Regions from separate parts of the Mus musculus genome. Here region 1 is linked to region 2. Evidence: chromatin contacts called from public ChIA-PET data. All regions are on one chromosome and are shown on one strand. The core of a region is the stretch at or near the end of the contact, and the rest is flanking DNA. Distances in the headings are between cores, read along the strand shown.

Region 1 (6,898 bases), core at 3,835-6,334, 640 kb after region 2:
TGAGGAATCTCAAATGGCTGAGAAGCACCTAAAGACATGTTCAAAGTCCTTAGTTATCAGAGAAATGCAAATCAAAATGACCCTGAGATTCCACCTTACACCAATCAGAATGGCTAGGATCAAAACCTCAGGTGACAACACATGTTGGAAAGGATGTGGAGAAAGAGAAACACTTCCCCATTGTTGGTGGGACTGCAAACTGGTACAACCACTCTGGAAATCAATCTGGAGGTTCCTCAGAAAGTTGGATATAGATCTACCTGAAGACCCAAAAGATGCTCTACAGGGGCATGTGTTCCACTATGTTCATAGAGGCCTTACTTATGATAGCCAGAAGCTGGAAACAACCCAGACGTCCCATGGCAGAATAATGGATACAGAAAATGTGGTTCATTTACACAATGGAATACTATGAATGGAACTAGAAAATATCATCCTAGCTGAGGTAACTCAGATCCAAAAGGACATACATGGTATGTACTCACTAATAAGTGGATGTTAGCAAAAAAATAAATAAAAAATAAAATAAAATAAAATAAAATAAAATAAAATGCGTAGAGTACCCAAGATACAGTCAACAGAACTCAAAAAGGTCAAGAAGCTTTAGTGCCCAAGTGCGGACACCTCAGTCCCACATGGGAGGGAGAAGAAGCAATCACAAGTGGGTTGGGAGGGAGGGAATATGAGAGGGACTGTGGATGGGAGGGGGAGTGGAGGGCGTTAGCGGAACCTCATCTGGTATTGGGTGAGGGAAAAGGACTGAAGCCCTGAGGGTCAGCGGACAAAATGGAAACAGGCAACCTTGGAAGGTATGAGGTTGGGGGACCCTCCAGGATGCACCAGAGACCTGGGAGGTAATAGACTCTCAGGACTCAAAGTGAGGGACCTTAGATGAAATGTCTGACAGTAGGGAGAGGAAAGTTATAGATGCCAGCTCCTGCAAAAACAGGGAATCAAATGAGGGAGAGGGGGCCCATTCCACAGTCACATCTCTGACCCACAATTGTTCCTGTCTGAAAGAATTATAGGGATGGAAATGGAGAGGAACCTGAGGAAAATAGGATCCTTTTGGCCACTGACAGGCCCAAAGCAGGATCTAGCTCCAGGGAAGGTGCCAAGGCCTGACACTATTACTGAGGCTATGGAGCATTCACAAAAAGGGACCTATCATGACTGCCCTCCGAAAGATCCAACAAGCAGCTGAAAGAGTCAGATGCAGATATTTGCATCCAACCAATGGACAGAGGCAGCTGACCCCTGTTGGATTAGATAAAGGCTGAAAGAAGCTGAGGAGAAGGGCGGCCCTGTAGGATTACCAGCAGGACCTCTAAACAGACCACCACCTTCACATACTGTACCACCAAACAGACAGCATACACCAGCTGATATGAGGCCCCCAATGCACATACATCAGAGGGCTTCTGGGTCTGTGTTCATTCAGAGATGATGCACCTAACCATCAAGAGACTGGAGGCCCCAGGGAGTTTAGAGGTCAGGTGGGGTGGGGACATCTATGTGTGTATGTGTGGGGGGAAGGTATAGGATGTAGAACAGTCGGAGGGTAGATGGGGGAGGGAATAAAATATGGAGTGTAAAAAAATAAATTAATTAAAAGAAAAGAAATACTGTCAAAAATAAACAAAACAAAACAAACAAAGTTTGGAGCTGAGACAAAAGGATGGACCATCTAGAGACTGCCATATCCAGGGATCCATCCCATAGTCAGCCTCCAAACGCTGACACCATTGCACACACTAGCAAGATTTTGCTGAAAGGACCCTGATATAGCTGTCTCTTGTGAGACTATGCCGGGGCCTAGCAAACACGTAAGTGGATGCTCATAGTCAGCTATTGGATGGATCACAGAGCCCCCAATGGAGGAGCTAGAGAAAATACCCAAGGAGCTAAAGGGATCTGCAACCCTATAGGTGGAACAACATTATGAACTAACCAGTACCCCGGAGCTCTTGACTCTAGCTGCATATGTATCAAAAGATGGCCTAGTCAGCCATCTCTGGAAAGAGAGGCCCATTGGACTTGCAAACTTTATATGCCCCAATACAGGGGAACGCCAGGGCCAAAAAGTGGGAGTGGATGGGTAGGGGAGTGGGGGGAGGGTATGGGGGACTTTTGGGATAGCACTGGAAATGTAAATGAGGAAAATACCTAATTAAAAAAAAAAGAAATACTGTCATGTGCTTTAAGTGCTAATATATTAACTCATGTAAGCATTCCTTATAATTCTATGAGGCAATTACTATTATTCCTACTTTACAGATACAGCATAGCAGATTAATTTGCTCAAGGCTACATAGCTATTAGCTAAGAATGAAAAGTCAGGTTCTTGTTCTGGAATCTTTACAATTCTAAGTCTGTACTGCCTCTACTGTGCAAACTGAAAGCAAGGCTATTATACAGAAATGATGATTTAACCCATTCTCCTACCTCCCAAAGTTGACCAGAAGATACTGAGGATATGACCATAGCTTACCTCTGTATGACTCATTTTCACTGTTGAAAAATAAGCGTAAGGTGCACTACATCTGAGAAGCAAAGGGCATCTCTCTGAAAAGCAGATTCTGTTGTAAAAGGTGAGTTGTCAGACAAGGATATGACCCCAAACTAGGAATGTGCACATTCAAAATCTGAAATAGACACAATTAGAAACTCTTTTACACACTGGTATCTCTGTACATAGTCATTACTCAACCACATATTACTTTCAAGATTTTTATGAGCACTCAAAACTAATTACAGGAGCTGGCAGATATTATATAAGACAAAGCAAATTTGATACTTTGACACAGACACCTTAAAGTAGTTCATTCCAAAACAAGATGCTATACCTTTTAAAAATATATTTGGAATATATTTATAAGAATCTCCATTCTTAACCAGCCCAACTTAATTTCTACTAAATAAGTTCCTTTGTTATTCCTTTTTTGATACAATCTCAACAATTTTTAATTATTTTCCCTGAAGCTATTAAATCAATCATTCCATTTTTCTCTCCTTCATATAACAATAGTCCTTGTCATGTGATCCTATCGACTCTGGGTTTGGCTACCAAAACATTTCAAACTTCTACTTTTGAGTTAAGCTATGGCAGATTTCTAGAAATTTCGAACTGATTTTTCACCCTGAACCACAGAGAAAATCTATCCCGGGATTTTTTTTTTCATTTTCAGCCAGAATCCTATAATGAAGATAGTCTGAGAAAACTTAAAGCCAAATTAAAGCCTGGAGCGCAGTCTAAGTCACAACTGACCTGAAGGGCTGGAAGCACTGAGAGCTACTATAATTTCTGAGATCCCCTTTTATTGTGAGAGCTTTCATTTTTCAGCATATCACTGGCACGAGAATTTCCATTATCATCCATGTGCATGGACATTTGTTTATTCAGTAGGTAACAGTAACATGGTTCAAAGCGCAAAAGATTCGAAGAATATATTTAAAAAAAAAAACCTTTGTCAAAATAAGCCTCTAATTTTTTTCTTTTTTCTTCTCTTCTTTCTCCTCTGTGCTCTTTCTAGTCTTTTAAACTTGGGGAACACAATCACTCAAGAGAGTGAAATGGGGAAACTAATGGAAATACCCTACTGCTCCTTAAAAAGACTTAAACTAACATATTAGTCTTGCACCTCTATCCACATCAATGCACTTCCCCTTCCAGTTCCAAATATATCAAGAACTGCCAGTTTTTGTGTGATCTGAAGGCTTTTATTAATTCAGACTAGTTTTATAGATTCCCCCCCCCCCCGTTGGTTTAACCACTGCTTTTTAAGAGTTCATTATTCAACTGTTAATATCTCCAAGGTGTCTTTCCCAGTGACTACCCCCCCACCCTCGCAAAAGCCAGGTTGGGTGGGGCCTGACTATAATCTCAGGATTTGAAAGGCAGAAAGGAGAATCTGCAAATTTGAGACCAGACTGGGCAAGACCCTGTCTCAAAAACAGAACAAAACAAACAATAACAAAACTAAACACAAAACAACCAACCAACCCCATAAAGAACTCTTTCCTGTCACTTTAATGGGATTTCAGAAAAACAGTACACTTAGATACATGTTTTTAAGTTAATATCAACCTGGGAAGCTCTTCCAGACTAACCTGTGATTTTAAGGAAAACGGCTTTCCTCCAGACTTCATTATGAACTTGTTCTAGACTGCTTCAGCAACACCGAAAACGTCCCATATGGTAAGCGCTCGAAGCGACTGTTATCTCCGCCCCCCCCCCCCCCCCCACGCTTTAGATAAGGGAGGACGGAAGCCTGGCTCAGCCTCAGTGTCGCCCCACAGCAGAGGGAGAACACTGCACCAACCCACCAACCCGGTAGAAACAAGGTGACGACTGTGACACAAAACAAATATAGCTGATGCGGTACGGGGTTCAAACGTCCTGGACAATCAAGCCAACAGTTTAGGGGGGAGGGGCTACTCACACTCACAAGGTAGTTATTTTCTGGTAGTTAGCTTCCACTAAGCTCCCCAAACGCCACGGCCACCCGACTTCCAGTTTAAAAAAAAATAAACATTTACTCACTGTCTGTTCCGTCTGCAGCACTACCTAGGCTGTCACCGCGCGAACAAAACTGTGAGTTCTAGGATCGCCGGGGTCGACCAACCATACGACCAAAAAAAAAAAAAAAAAAAAAAAATTCCAAACCCGAGGTTAGAGGTCGACGGGAACCGTCGTTTATTCGCTTAACGAACGCGCGCGTCCCGGGCCCGTCTGGGAGGAGGCTTAGCTCCCGTCACCCCCAACAGCTCGTGAGAGTCGCCGCGGCCCGGCTCCACCTGCCCGTCGTCCTAAACCCGTGTCCACCCTCCTCGGCAAAACAGACCGTCGGCGGCTGCCGGCCGGGAGCGCTTGGCTTCCACGGACGCCTCGGGCGGAGGAGAGCAGCAGCCCCCGAGGAGCTGCCGGCCGGCCTCACCACCGCTGCCTCCACTTCCCGCCGCCGCGCTTACCAGCGAACGCACGAGTGACCGCCAGCGCCCAACCGCCCTCACTCTCTTCAGGGAGCGAACTAACACGCTCGAAGCGACCGCCTCGCCGCCCCCGTCAGCGCGGCCCGCTACTGCGCTGGCGCACGCAGGCTTCGCCCGGGGCTCGTGGGGCGCGCCGCGAGGCTCGCCGGGAAAGAGAGTTTTCTGCCGGCTTTTAGCTCGGCCACGCCCCTCGCGGGCGCCTGGAGGCTGGACTCCTGAAGCCGGAGTCTGTATGCTGGGACCGCCGAGCCGAGCGCGGGAAAGGATTTTCTTGTCGCTGCCTTGGCTTCTTCCGGTCTGATCAGCCCATCGGAAGACACGGAGTCAACCCTGACAACTTCTTTCCTCACATCCCGCCGTGAATTCTTTATCCCTTTGCATTTCAGGCGGGTACGATTCAGTACCTCGCGGGCATAGGACAGCTATGCATGCGGCCCAAAACAAAATCTTGCACTTAAAATTCTCTCATTCTCTCTCTCTCTCTCTCTCTCTCTCTCTCTCTCTCTCTCTCTCTCTCTCTCTCTCTCTCTCTCTCTCTCTCTCTCTCTCTCTCTCTCTCTCTCTCTCTCTCTCCTCTCTCTCTCTCTCTCTCTCTCTCTCTCTCTCTCATTTATCAATCATCTATCTATCCATTCACCTAAAGTATTTTTATTTTTTGGCGACTTGACCTCGTAATTCCCTGTGCGCCAGGCTAGGTTAAGCCTCCCACATTACCATTGCCTGCTTTGTCTACCGGTCATCAGAAGGGTGGGTTGCTAGCATCCTTGTGCCCATCACTTCATTTGGATAACCCTGAGGGTATATAGGACCCATCCACTCAGTCCCACCCAAAGACTTCGTACCTTCCTCTTTAGAGCCAAATAATCAGAATTTCCTCCTGTTCTTTCAGGGGCTTTGCCACTTCACCCCAAACCTACCAAGCAAGCCCAACTGCAGAGGTTTGACTCTTCCAGTTCCTCAGATTGCAGCTTTTACTTAGGACTTCATCTACATGTCCTTTTTGTCTTTTTCCTTAAGGAGTGTGTGTGTGTGTGTGTGTGTGTGTGTGTGTGTGTGTGTATTTATTTGACTGACTCTCCTGATTAGGATAACACGTGGCAAATGTTTACTAAATGAATTAAATCCCCCTTATGCACTTGGTTACCTGCCCTCTTCTGACACAGTACATATTAAGAAACAACTAAGGGAAAGCCATTTATGACAAGTGCTTTCTCAAGTTACAGTCTTAACATTTTTAAATTAACACTTCCTTATTGTCTGTTAACCTGTCTTCCTTCTTTCCCTCCTCTGCCCGTTTTCTTCCCCAGACTCTCTCCTCTCTTCTTTGGGTTCTTGAGTGTGTTACAGTGTCAAAAACCAGGAGCCAACACTGAGATGTTGCAAGGGAAAAATTTTACTCTTACAGCCAGACAAGACTTAAACTCTCCTCAGTAGTAGGAGAATAAAAGCAGCCCAGACCAGAAACAGGCCTTTTTATGGCAAATGAGCAAGTGATTTTTAAAAAGACAGACAAAAACAAAACAAAACAAAAAACGGAGCCAACAAATGGAATTTTGGAGTTATTTTTATGAGCATAGGAATGGTACATACTCTGAGTAGACAGTGAACATACCATGAAACAGTTTATGGTCACCAATTCTTGCAAGAATGGAAACAGTTTACATTGTATCATTCACAAGATTCCTGCAGAAAAACATGAAAACAACAAACCCGACTAACCAACCAATGACATAATCAAGGTGACCTCTAGACGTGGGTGTGCTTATGGTGTGATCTGTCCCTTAATGGAGTCCGTACTGCCACTGTCCGCTCTACCACTAACACATTGCCAGCTCAGGTCTGATACCTTTTCTATGCTTTATTTACCTGTCCTAAGTTTCAATTTCCAGTAATTGTACACTCATTT
Region 2 (6,777 bases), core at 75-2,574:
TTCCTCCTTTCCTCCTTTCTTACTTGCTTACTTAGAGATTTATTTATGAGGGCCCCAGGTATGCTAGGCAAGAGCTCTACCACTGAACCACACCCCTAGCCCGAGACCTTGATTTCTGAGACACAGTTTTTTGGCACTTTTTATTTATTTTCTTTCTGTGGTATGGATGCCTTTGAATAGTAAGGATGACACAGTAACTTTATTCTTCTTTATTGAGTGTATCTCTTTATTGTTCTAATTTTATAAATTCATGTCTTGCTAAAATGAGCAGAACAGACTCCTTAAGACAGTTGTGAAGAAGACTCCTCCCCATCTTGCAGACTTCCTGTTCTCAGCTTCATGTTTGCAGCCTCTGTTTTTGTGGCCACTGTGTATAACTGTACAATCTTCTCAACACATACATCTCTCCCTTTGAAGGGACTTCCTGACAACAGATGAAACACTCTTAGCCTTGGCATGTCCTTTTAAGAGTGACTGTTGCTCTTGGTAGGTTGTTCATTGGAGCCATATTTGGGGCACAGGGTAAATGGTAGAGTTGGATTATTATGCTTTTAGTCAGTGGCCAGATGAAAGAGAGGCCTGGGTATTCCTTTGTTTAGTAACCCATTTGCTACACACAAACATCATCTAATGGTGGGGGTGTGCTTGAGAAATCTGTCATGTGATTCATGTCACAAACCTAAATGGTACAGGAATACCAGACAGCCATGTTACACACCTGGAAGGTCTGGATGTATGTATGTATGTGTGTGTTCATTCTCTTGTTTGTAGTCATGATGACAGCTGTACAAGATTAAATTAAGCACAAGAGAACATGAGGCAATCAGGAGACACAGTAAGCTCCAAGTATTTAAGACAGCAGAGGGGTTATAGTTTGTGTGTGTGTGTATGTGTGTGTGTGCTATGAGCAGTCATTTATCATCAAGTGTAATGTCCTGCATACAATTGCACATGCATTTACATATGTGGCACAGTCGGTTCCATGAGCATCAGTGCCAGGGTGGCTGTGACATTACCAGTCTGTAGGATGTTTGTGTTCCAGTGTCCCCTAAGAACCACTGTAACTTACGTGATTTGTCAGTGACTGAAATTTCATTATGTGGCACATTATTGTATTTTCCGTCAGCTTGTCATGCCTGAAACAGGCAGATAGCCTACCAGAGGTACTATTTAGATTGTACGTTTTAGAAGAAGACATGTTTTGACTGGGTGTCTTTGTAGGCATGTGTATTGGATGTGGCAGGCCCAGACTCCAGACTCACAGAGCTTAGTAGTAGGCTGTGTATTTTCAGCTGCTACACGTGTACTGTTTATTACGCAGTGTCAGGTGACTAATACAGGATACCAGAGTGGCCTATTTTTATTACTTCTTGGTCAGCATTTGCTACCAAGCATGACTCTTCAAAATTACTATTCTCGTTCTCCGTGAGGTTTTTATGGTGTTTCCCCTAATTTTTTCAAGAGTGCAGAAAATTACTTTACGGGGTACCTTTTTTTTTTTTTTTTTTAGCAAAAGGGTGAAGAGGAGATGTTGGAGGTGAGGGCCAGTTTGAACCAGTGGGTGTGAAATGCCGCAGCACTCGCAGCTTGAGGGGCACAGAAGGTGTGCAGGCCTTCCAGCTGGGAACTGTGTGTGCTGAGGGCGTGGTCCTGGAGGCACTGGAAGGAGTAGGAGAACTTGGTCTGTTTTAACCTGCCATAGATACCTTGCTCTCTGAGGGCTCTTTTCCCTTCCCAGAGCCCATCTACACTGTGGCCTGTGCTAGGAACCCAGGGATGGGCTTCTGCAGACTGTGCTTGCATCCACACACCCTGCCTCTGCTCCCTCATAGGTTTCAGGCCCTGCATTCTGTTGCCTTCTGTAATGAGGTCTGTTAGATTTATTACTAGTTTTAATGTCTACAAGTTAGTATAATGATAGACTAGTGCCTTTGTTTTCAGGGGTTTTTTGTTTCTGTTTTTGGATGCATACTGTTGGTCAGACTCAGGAGTGGAGGGAAGTGTTGGTCTCAGAAGCCTGCTGTCCTTTAACTCCTTCCATGTGGGTTGCACATAGGTGCACATAGGTCGCTGTGTGAGGTGGATGGTGCTCAGCAGCACACGGAACCAGGGGCTGCTGCTTCTGGTGCTGACTGAGCATAATTCCATCCACAAACCTTGTGTCTGTGTTTAGAGGGCCTGCGGGGGTTTTATTCCCTCTGTGCGCTTTGCCATTGCAGGGATTCTGTGTGGGTGAAGTCCACTCTCACCTACCAATGCTGAACGGTCGTGCTCACCTTCCTCTCTCTAGAAAGAGGAAGCCTGGAGTGTTTGATTGTGGAGTCCTGTCTGTTCCTTTCATTAGATCCCTTTTACTTTAGTGGTGTCATATTTATTGTTGTTGAGCCACTGTAGGCAACCCCATTTAAAAAGTAGAGAAATGTATTAATGTAACTTCCCATTCAGTTGTTACTGTAGGGCAACTGCCAGCATAGTCTGCTCGTGATGGACAATAAAAGCTTAGAAGTTGACATTGAGTTAACTCGGTAGGACTTTATTTTTTTCATTTAGCCTTGTTTCCACAATAGCTTAACTGCTGTTTTGTGGAAGGTATTTTTGTAGATGTTCTAGCTTGGTGCGCTGATAAGACACATTTAGGAATATCTCTTTCTGAATGTGTAGAACAGTGCTTGGCAAATAGCCCCTGGACTGAATCTGTCCCGCTACCTTTTGTGTGATCAGCCGTATTAGAACACACCCTGGCCAGGCATGGTGGTACATAACCCTAATACTTGGAAGATGGAGGCAGGAGGATCAGGGATTCAAGGCCAGCCTGGCTATGAGTCCCTGTCGCAAAGAAAGAAATACACAAAATCAAAAAAGAGAAAAAGAAGACAGCTGGGATTGGTCAGTTGCATGCTGCTTGTGGCCGCTTTCGTGGTAGCATAGTCGTGGTAGCATAGTCGTGGTAGTGTAGTGGGATTGAGTAATTGTGAGCTTGTGACCCACAAGGCCAACACACTGTGTTTTTTTCGCTCTTTCTGGAAGAAGCCTGTTCACCCTGTACGCCGGAAGTACAGATCTGAAGTGTGACAATGCTGCTTTGGAGCCTTGCCTGCCCCTTTCTTGGCACCATAGCTCTGCACTGTTTTCTGGGGCAAGAGGAGGAGGCAGCCTTCAGCAGAGGGTTTCTGAAACAGAGTGGTTCCTGGCTTATACCCGATGTCTTAATCTGTAGACTTGCTTGTTTCTTCATGGAAAATTTGAGGTAAATTTCAAAGTATTATCCTGTAGAAACAGAGGGCAACCTGTGTGCGAGCACTACAGATATAGCACCCGTGACCCCCGCAACCACAACTGAAAAGTAAAAGGAAGCAGACAGATTTTAGTGGTATGTGGATGAACCCAGTAGAACCCATGTCATGCCAACATATAGTCAGCGTGTCAATTTACTACATTCCAACCCCCCCCCCCTTTTTTTTTGAAGACTGCAGCGTTCCCCCTGTTATGTGTCTTACTCTGTAGCACGTCACAGCTGGAATAGCCATATCCTGAGGAAGCAAGCCCCCATAGTAGGCAGCCCCATCCTCTGATACCAGCTGGCTGGCCTATATAATAGTCACCCCCAATGCAGACTGCAGGACTGGTACATTCCTCCTAAGTTATGAGCACTTGGCTCAACAAGACTGCCCCTCCCCGGCCCCCTTTCAGATGCTAGCTGCAAAAGAACCGCCGCTATTTCTGACTGATCAGTTAATCAGTTAATAAGTTCCCATGCCTTCCTCTTCCTGTTCATGAATGCCATGCGACAGCTGCCAGGACTCAGGAAAGGCCCCGGGTCTACCTGCAACACCACATTTTGCAGAAGTCAGTTACTGCTAGTTTGTTAGGGGACATGCAATTCAGGAATGGCAGGGGACAAGGATGCACAGGCTGTGTGTGGCTGGGGCAGTGAGTGGCTCCAGAGTTTTTACAACCTTTCCAGTTTCCTTCAGAAAATCACCCCAAGGGGCTCATTAACCAGGGAGTCCCCAATCCAGTGTTTAAGAGTTAAGACCCAGTTACTGTTCATCTCTCCTCTGAGCAAGCAGTGGAGGCAAGATCGAAAGACCCCCATATTATGTCCCATCATACGCACAAGTTCAGTCGTGGCCTTTTGTGGCCCAGGATCAACTATCACTCTGGAAATTCTGAGGTTTTCTGGGAGCTCTGTCTGGAAGCCTAGAACACTGCCCAGAGATACTTTTTTGTATTATTTCCATGACAGGGCAGCACTAACTCAAGGCCCACCCATCCCCACCCCTTCCCCAGCTGGCAAGACCTATTTAAAACACTTCTCTGTGAGCAGCTGAGGCTTGCTTATTTTCCATTCTCCCTTGCCCTTGTCTGAGTAATTGTGAATCTCACTGCACTGGTAACTCCCCCACATCTTGGTTCTCAGGAAGCAAATGCAGGAAAATATAGTAACATTACTAGGGATCTTTAAGCGTAGCATTGTGACTGTGCTCACAATAACTTGCTGAAGAATAACCGAGCTGTGGAAGATAAGTTTCCCTGTGGGCTTTCCGAGAAATAGGTTATGTAGCTAAAACTCTCTCCATCCTGCCCACTGTCCTTGTGGACGGTGCGCAGAGCAGACTGACATGGGAGCTTGTCTCATAACCGTAGCGCTCTGGATCTGCTCGGCCTCATCTAGCCAGGTTTGGTGGATAGGGTGTGTGCGTCTAGGTGCTGCTGGTAATTAACGTAGCAGAGGGTTTTGAGTTCTTAGTGATGTCTTTAGCCTCTCTTTGCCTCCTGTGGTGCTTCTGCACGGCGTTGTTTTACCCCACATGTTGGGAATAGAAGCTGGGGCCTTGAGTATACTTGGAGGAGAACGCTCGATCACTAAGCTACACTCACTTGGCGTTTTAATGTTTATTTTTTAGGTTTTTTTAATATGAAGCTGCATTCAGGACTAGGAGCCAGAGCTCTGTCTCAGATCTTGCCCTCTTCAGTCAGCCTGTATCACGTAGATTGTTTCTTGATCCTTCTTCTCTAGGAGAGAAGGTCTGTAGATGGATAGTTACAATATGGGTAAGGTTGGGTAGAACATTTGTTTAACTTGCGTGAGGCTCTGGGGCCCAGCTCTAGTGCCACACAACAAACCCCAGAGCAAGACAAGCAGAGCGGTGCCTTGTGCCGAGCCTTATTTAAGCCTTTTCACAGGAATGGTGTCGCAGTAGAATAACCGCTATGGAATTAAGCGGATCCTGGCCGCTAAAGGGGTGTCTGAGAGGTTTAAGCATTTCCTACTCTGAGCATGTCTTTGTACAGATGCTTTAAAACTGAAGAGGGTGGCTGATGGCCTCTGAGTGTCTTAACAGCTTCAGGAGGAAACACACTTGGTACCTCCTCTTATGGCGGACATTCTTATGAAGGGTCGCACCTGTACCTGCCTTCTACTTTGCTAGTGGGTGAAATACACAGCGTGGTTGTTTCTAGGTAATTAAGAGGCTGGAAACTTACACCGTATGTGAGTGTGTTTGTGTAAATGATGGTATTTAAAATAGTGTCAGTGGAAGCAGGGGGCTTTAGAAGCAGAAGGTTAGTAGATCTGCTTTAGAAAGAAAGGCCAAGGGTCTCTAAAACGGTCCTGACATAACTCAGAATTAGACTGCCTGTGGTATCAGCAGGCAATAGTGCCTGGGATGTGGACAGCAAGAGTAAATTGAGTTGTTACTAGTGGTGTGTGTGTGTGTGTGTGTGTGTGTCTGTCTGTCTGTCTGTCTGGGTGGGTGGGTGAATATGCATACCTATGTATGCCCAGGGGAGGCCAAATTCAATGTCAGACATCTTCCCAGTTTGCTCTCCACGGCGTCTCACTGATTGGCTAGACCAGCTGACCATCAAGCTCCCAGGATCCTCCCATTCATGCTGTGCTTTCTCCAACACTGGGAATTTAGGCATGTTCCATCATGCCTGGCCTGGGTGCTAGGATCTAAGTCAGCACCTTCTTTTTGCTCAGCAAGTACTTTACCCACTGAGCCATTTTTTTCCCCCCTGGCTTGTGAATTAGTTTCCATTATTTTAAATATGGAGATGTTTAGCAGGTTGGTAAAAATATTTTTGGTCTTTTAAAGTAGTTCAGCTCTTGAAGGAAGTCATTCTAAGGAGTAGTCTGGGCTTCACGCGCTGGCCTGGCATCTGATATGCTTCTCGACCGCTCGTTATCAGATCTGCTGTTAACACTGTGATTCTGCCGTTTTATAACTGATCGTTTCTAGTAAGAAACGTGGGGCCTGGTTTGGACAGATTCTTCAAGAGTACTTTCACTCTTATTATGCCCCTTAGGTAGAAACCAGTATTTTGTTATGACTAAAAGAAAGTTTTTAAAAGCTAATATTTCTAAAAAGGAGGCAGTTCAGGTTTTCTTAGAGTCCATAAACCTTTCTAGAAAAAGCTGGATACCTAGCCATTTTCTTCTGCCCAAAGTCAAAGTCTTGGTCTCAAGGCTGTCTTTCTGCTCTTGGACCTACCTGCCATTCAAATCTGTATTTTTTTCCCTACAACTGTTCCCAGAAGCCCCCAGGGCTTTGACTTCCCCTGTCCATGGGCACTCTCAGGACTACCTATCAGTTCCCCTTCCCTCAGTTCAGGCTTGTAAGATGTCTGGGAACTCCCTCACCGCCCAGTGTTGGGGAACTTCGGCTTATAAAATCCCCCTTTTCATTCACTCTACTGGAGGCAGAGGAGAGGCATGCAGGCAGATGCTGTTAAGGATGGCAATGTGGTGGCCTGGGGAGGCTGAGTGATTCA

The links. ChIA-PET counts read pairs in DNA pulled down with a chosen protein or histone mark.
Region 1: an RNA polymerase II ChIA-PET map of memory CD8 T cells shows a contact between it and region 2, with 29 read pairs. The contact joins the promoter of Tex30 here to the enhancer-like site in region 2. A contact is called at or near these places in 1 of 39 promoter capture datasets (the C10 cell line), 1 of 484 Hi-C or Micro-C datasets (CD8 T cells), 3 of 115 datasets of contacts at active chromatin or transcription factors (astrocytes, memory CD8 T cells and pancreatic cancer cells) and 2 of 9 other capture datasets (adipose tissue and liver).

Annotation. Positions count from the first base shown.
Region 1 is chr1:44,097,357-44,104,254 of GRCm38.p6, forward strand. It overlaps Tex30 (testis expressed 30), which reads right to left and starts at 5,085. Exons shown (of 6, transcript NM_001356297.1): 1 at 4,972-5,085; 2 at 2,492-2,645. The coding sequence starts at 2,506.
Region 2 is chr1:43,464,782-43,471,558 of GRCm38.p6, forward strand. All of the region lies in intron 1 of Nck2 (non-catalytic region of tyrosine kinase adaptor protein 2), which reads left to right. Among named protein-coding and RNA genes, the nearest start is that of Nck2, 22 kb to the left of the region's middle. Within about 2 kb of position 1,325, at least 84 of the 459 cell types and tissues checked have an H3K27ac peak or open chromatin away from gene starts, as enhancers often do. A contact at or near this core is called in CD8 T cells, adipose tissue, memory CD8 T cells and 1 more, where this site is marked.